2 separate regions of the Mus musculus genome follow, and region 2 is linked to region 1. The links are chromatin contacts, called in public Micro-C maps. All regions are on one chromosome and are shown on one strand. Each heading gives the region's core, a stretch centred on a gene start, on an enhancer-like site or on the middle of the called end of the contact. The rest is flanking DNA. Distances are from core to core; before and after follow the strand shown. Region 1 has its middle 25 kb from the start of Gm39090. Region 2 holds the start of Prss36 (protease, serine 36).

Region 1 (2,724 bases), core at 83-2,582:
TCCGTAAACATTTTGTTATTCAACTACTACCCAGTGACACACACTGGCAGTTTCTACCTTTTGAATATTTAAGGCTTGCAGCTCTTTTAAACTACGATGAACTGTGAGTTTCTTAGCTTTTAAGATACAGAGAGTTATGAAAAATACAAAGTAGGACTTTCTGGACCTCCCCAGAATTCCTATGTTTCATTTCTGAATCTTGAAAACTAGTATCTGTGTTTGAAACGTGAAAACTTCTGCCCCATTGGTAGTTCAGAAGTCTAATTAATAAATGTTTGTTACTTGAAGTTCCCCAGTCACTTGGCATGACAGCCCATGGCTTCTGGGAAGTCGCCAATCAGGAGCTGGGCCTAGATGATGCTTCCTGTATCAATGGCACTCCAGAGAGGAATCTGAGGGACCCAGGGGCTGAGCTCAAGTCCCTTACCACTCAATGTCCATGTCATCTCAGTTATGGACACAGAACATCTGCTTACCTTATTACTCAAAAAACAACAAACAAACAAACAAAGAAGGCCTAAGCTGGGTATGGTGTCGCTCACCTTTAATCCCAGCACTGGAGAGGCAGAGATAGACAGACCTCTGTGAGTTCAAGACTGGCCTGGTCTAGTGGGTTCATGGCCAGCAGAGGAAGAAAGGAAGGAAGGAAGGAAGGAAGGAAGGAAGGAAGGAAGGAAGGAAGGAAGGAAGGAAGGAAGGTAGGTCAGGCAGAAGAAAGTTAAAATTAAAAGTCCTTTGTAATTTGCCACTGAGAAAAATGGATGTTCCTTCAATGAACGCCTCAACAAAGCTCACAGCTGCAGCCCACCTGCATGCCCAGCACAAAAAGTGGTACACTAGCAGGGACTGTGGAGTCAGGTGGGTAGACTGGATGTGAATGCTGGCTCTGCCACAGACAGGCTGTGTGACTTGGGGCAAGCTCTTTAACCTCCTGGTTGCTTGTTTTCTATATCTGTAAAATGTGAAAGTAACAGGATCTATGACAGGAGTGCTGCATTAAATAAGTCCCACAAGTTGCAATATGTAGTACAGTTAGCTCTCTGTGGTACAGGAGACACTACCTCCTGGCCAAGTGAGTTGTCAAGTCGGAGGCAAGAGGTTGATGAAAGCCCTTGGAATCACTCAGATGGCTCATCTGCCATGAGTTTCTCAAAGTGGGTAGTTTCCAGGTAGATTTGGCAGTGCTGGACCACATGTCTCCATCCATTCCTGGGGCAGGAGGCTGTGGCCTGGTCTGAAAGGTCACTGGGCCATGTGCACCCCTCGATTGACCTGAGGCAAGGTTGGCACCCTGGTTGGCACATGTCTTCTGGAGCCAAGGGTTAATTAGCAGGCCCAGAGTCCATAGGCTCGTGGAAGCGGGTGAGGCTGCCAGGTGCTTGCTGGAGTGGTGTCTCTACACACGGGCAATTGAATCTTCACACCATTCACAAGCTGTGGCATTACCTTTTGCCCAGTGCTTCAGGGGTTGCTCGCTGCTCAAGTCTTGCTGGTAGGGCCCCTCACCAGTGTAGATACTGTAGTTCCAAAGGTCGAAGGTCACCTCCAGGGGCCATGCCTGGCCCTTTGGTGGATGGCTGCCCTAAGTGTGTGAGGAGGTGACCAAGTTGGCATAGGATCCACCATTTTGTGTATTCAAGTTGCTTCTAGGCATCACCTAGAGATGTCCCCAGACATTCCCTGTCTGGGACCTGCTCTGGCCCAGTAGTTTTGGACCCACAGCAAGCAGGATGGATCCATAATTTAGGGACAGGGACAAGCAGAGAGCTGGCTGCCGACCTCCATTGCTGGCTGCGGGTGCCCAGCTCCAAAGCCCTCTCCACCCTTAAACGGTGTGGGTAAATGACTGGATCTTGAGGCAGCTAAGGAAGACCTAAGGGCCTCCCCTTGTGTGGTGGAACCCGCTCACCTCCCCTTCCCTTGTGGTATCGTCCTGGGTGCCCTCTGGGCCTTGCTCCCACTTCCGGGAGCTCTGGGTTCCGGAACCGTGGAAGTTGGCCGAGAATTTGTCCGGAGGCCTCTCCTGGGGAGAAGCCTCCTGAGGGGCTCGGTTTTCAGGCCTTTCTCTTGAAGGGCTCTCCTGGTGAGTCTCACGCCGGAATCCTGCAGGGAGAAAAGGAAATCTGGATAGTTGCTCTACAAGATGGAAAAGACCACAGAAGTCCGTGACAGAAGGCGGGGGGTGAATACTGCAAACAGCTCTTCTGTGTTTTTGTGTGCACGCCTGTTTGTGTGTGTGCACTTGAGAGGTAGAAGCAAATGGATCTCTGTGAGCTCAAGGGTCTAGTTTACTCCAGGACAGCTAAAGCTACAGAGTGAGACACTGTCTCAAAACTAAAGCAACGAGCAGATGAACCCCAAAAGAAGGCATTGATTTGCTTTGTGTGCATGGAGGGGAGTGGAGGCTCACTCGTGGAAACCAGAACACAATGATACACAGTGCTCTTGTCCCACCACGTGGATCCCCGGGATAGAACTCAGGCTGTCAAGTCTGGTGACAGGCACCTTAAATGGCTCAGCCATCTCGAGAACATCCCCTCCCCGCCAAGGCATTCATGTGAGCCATCAAACGTGCCAGGCAAACAATTTACCAAATAAATCTATTTCTGTGTTCTGACAGAAGCGGGAAGTTGAAGCACAGCCTGGTTAGAGAGCTGAAGGAGCTATTTCTGCAGACAGACACTATGGGCTTGCTTATCAGTCCCAGGATTTCCTTTCCCTGTG
Region 2 (2,724 bases), core at 64-2,563, 280 kb after region 1:
CCCCCTAGAAGTCAAAGCTCGGTTAGGGTTCCCCTCCTCTCCTAATCCCTTGGACTCCAGAGACCCTGGTAACTCGGGGAGGGTGGTGGTGGAGCCTGAACCCCTTCAGTTTGCCCTTCTGAACATGAGCAAGCCAAAGCTGGAGGGCCCGGGCACTTCCAATTCACTCATGACCTAGCCAGTTTGAAACTTCTTTAGGATTCAAGACAGCCTTTAGTGCCAGCGCTCAGGAGGCAAAGACAGGTGGATCTCTGTGAGTGTGAGGTTAGCCTGGCCTATGAGAATGAGTTTCAGGATAGCTAGGACTATAGAGAGAGACCCTGTCTCAAGAGCAAAGCAAAGCAAAGCAAAGCAAAGCAAAACGAAAACAAAAACAAGCAAGCAAACAAAAGACAAGATTGGAGGCAACTCATGCCTCTCTCTTACCTAGGTCTTCAAATTCTCCTTGGGTAGGACTGACCACTAGAAGACAGAAGACAGAGAGAGAAAGACGCTCCTTCAGCCCCGACACTGCCAGCACCATCTTCCTGCTCTTCCTGGGCTTTTGCTGCCCTCAGTCCCCCGGTTCCCTGTTTCAGCCCTTTGGTCTGCCTACACTGAGGCATCTGAGCCCAACTCTCCCCAGTCCATCAGTCTTACCTGAGTCCTGGAAGGCTCCTGGAGGGATGGGACTGACCACTGAGAAGACAAGAGGGAGGCAAGGAAAGTCTGGAGAGATGATGCACTTAGGTGTGGCTCTTTCTCCTTCCATCCTATTTTACAGTGTTCCATCTCCCCATGGCATGCAGGCCTCCTTTCCCCTTCCCCTTCTGCACAATCCCTCGGGCTCCTGGTATGGCCCTCTCCTCCTTCCACCACCCTCCCGTCCTTCCTCTTGACACTCTGCTCCTCTGCCTACTCTGCTATCTTACTGCCATAAGGGATGCAGGGTATATCTCCTGCTTTTCAGCTCTCTAGGGTTGGTATCCAGGCTTCTTAAAGCCCGGTCCTCTGAACTTACCCATGATTACAACTGGGAGAAACAGGTGATGGGACATGGTCTACTAAAGTCAGCTGGAGGCACAGAGGCAGGTGAGAGGCTGCTTCCTGCCACCACTCTGTCACCGGACTATGTAGCTGGTTCCTCCTGATGGTCCCAGGGGTAGCCCCACCCTCCCTGGCTGGAGCCCATCTGTGGGAATCTGAGAGGATCTGGGCCTGAAAGGGGAAAATAGGGAGGTCAAAGGCCCCACCCTGAATTCTGGTGCATCTCACATATCTGGAGGCTCAGAGTGGAGGTAGGGCGGTGTCCTCACTCCAGGACACCTGTTGGATGTGGAGAGTTGAGCAGGGCGCCCCGTGTGTTAAACCGACTCAGAGGACTGTGGTGGGTGGAGTGCTAGGAGCACATGCCCTGGGTCCGTGGAAGAGCAGGATGGGGCTGGGCAGTAGCCCTTGGCATGACTCACCTGAGACCTCACCCTTGATTGGGGTGTGGCTTCCCCAGTGGCTTGGCCTTTTCTTCTCACACAGCTCTGGTTACTGGAGTTGCTGGCCAGGCCTGGGACAGGAACTCTAGGGAATTCAATTCCATCCTAACAAAGGGATCACAGATTCTGCCTTGTTGAGCAAGGCCTGGGGGTACTGGAGAGGACTAAGCAGCCTGGTAAAGCTGGAAACCCCTCTGTGCTGGGGTGGTCGACTCTCAATGCTGTTCCTTGCTTGCTCTTCATGTGACTTAGAAAAGTCACTCCGTCTCTTGGTACACTATTTATCATTAGGAGTCTATTTAAGGAAGGTATGGCACTGGGTGTGGTAGTACCTGTGACCCCAACACTGTGAAGTCTGAAAGCACTCCAGTCCACAGTTCCTAGACTACACAGAAGCTGGAGATGTGGGTTAGCTGCTATGATTGCTTGCTGCTCTTCCAGAGGACCTGAGTTCAGTTTCCAGAATCCACAACACCAGCTCACAACCTCCGGTGACTTCAGCTCCAGATTTGGTGCCCTCCTATGCCCTCTCTGTGGGTAACAGCACCCACATGGCATAGAGGGGTGTGTGTGAGTGAGTGTGTGTGTGAGTGTGAGTATGTGTGAGTGTGTGTGCGAGCATGTGTGTGTGTGCGTGTATGTGTGTGTGTGTGTGTGTGTGAGAGAGAGAGAGAGAGAGAGAGAGAGAGAGAGAGAGAGAAACAAGGGAAAAAGCACATGTTTGGGTAGAAGATATAGCTCAATTGGTAAAATGTTTGCCTAGAATGCATGAAGTTCTGGGCTTGATCCCCAGTTTTACATAAAGCAGGCATGCTGGTGAATGCTTATGATCCTAGCACCTAGGAGGTAGGCGGTAGGTGCAATATCAGACGTTCAGTATCAGGGCTGGAGAGATGGCTCAGTGGTTAAGAGCACTGACTGCTCTTCCAGCTGATGCCCTCTTCTGGTGTATCTGAAGACAGCGACAGTATACTCACATACATTAAATAAATAAATAAATAAATAAATAAATAAATATTAAAGGCGGGCAGGCTGGAGAGATGGAGAGATGGCTTAGTGGCTAAGAGCACTGACTGCTCTTCCAGAGGTTCCAGAGTTCAATTCCCACCAACCACATGGTGGCTCACAACCTTCTGTAGTGGGATCCGATGCTCTCTTCTGGTGTGTCTGAAGACAGCTACAGTGTATTCATATAAATAAAATAAATAAATCTTAAAAATTATTTTTTCAAAAGGAGTTCAAGGTCATTTTTAGC

The links. Hi-C and Micro-C count contacts between places; a contact is called where the count stands out from the background.
Region 2: a Micro-C map of embryonic stem cells shows a contact between it and region 1, with 4 times the contacts expected there. The contact joins the promoter of Prss36 here to the enhancer-like site in region 1. A contact is called at or near these places in 6 of 39 promoter capture datasets (the C10 cell line, HPC-7-derived erythroid cells, embryonic stem cells and 3 more), 3 of 15 datasets of contacts at CTCF or cohesin (embryonic stem cells, large pre-B cells and pro-B cells), 37 of 484 Hi-C or Micro-C datasets (B cells, the Ba/F3 cell line, CD4 T cells and 21 more), 10 of 115 datasets of contacts at active chromatin or transcription factors (T-cell acute lymphoblastic leukemia, astrocytes, bone marrow-derived dendritic cells and 4 more) and 4 of 9 other capture datasets (adipose tissue, embryonic stem cells, liver and 1 more).

The regions. Positions count from the first base shown.
Region 1 is chr7:127,664,944-127,667,667 of GRCm38.p6, forward strand. It overlaps a transcript of Bcl7c not described here. Among named protein-coding and RNA genes, the nearest start is that of Gm39090, 25 kb to the right of the region's middle. Within about 2 kb of position 1,333, at least 18 of the 459 cell types and tissues checked have an H3K27ac peak or open chromatin away from gene starts, as enhancers often do. A contact at or near this core is called in embryonic stem cells and liver, where this site is marked.
Region 2 is chr7:127,945,412-127,948,135 of GRCm38.p6, forward strand. Prss36 (protease, serine 36) reads right to left here and starts at 1,314. Exons shown (of 15, transcript NM_001319147.1): 1 at 1,001-1,314; 2 at 640-678; 3 at 427-462. The coding sequence starts at 1,037.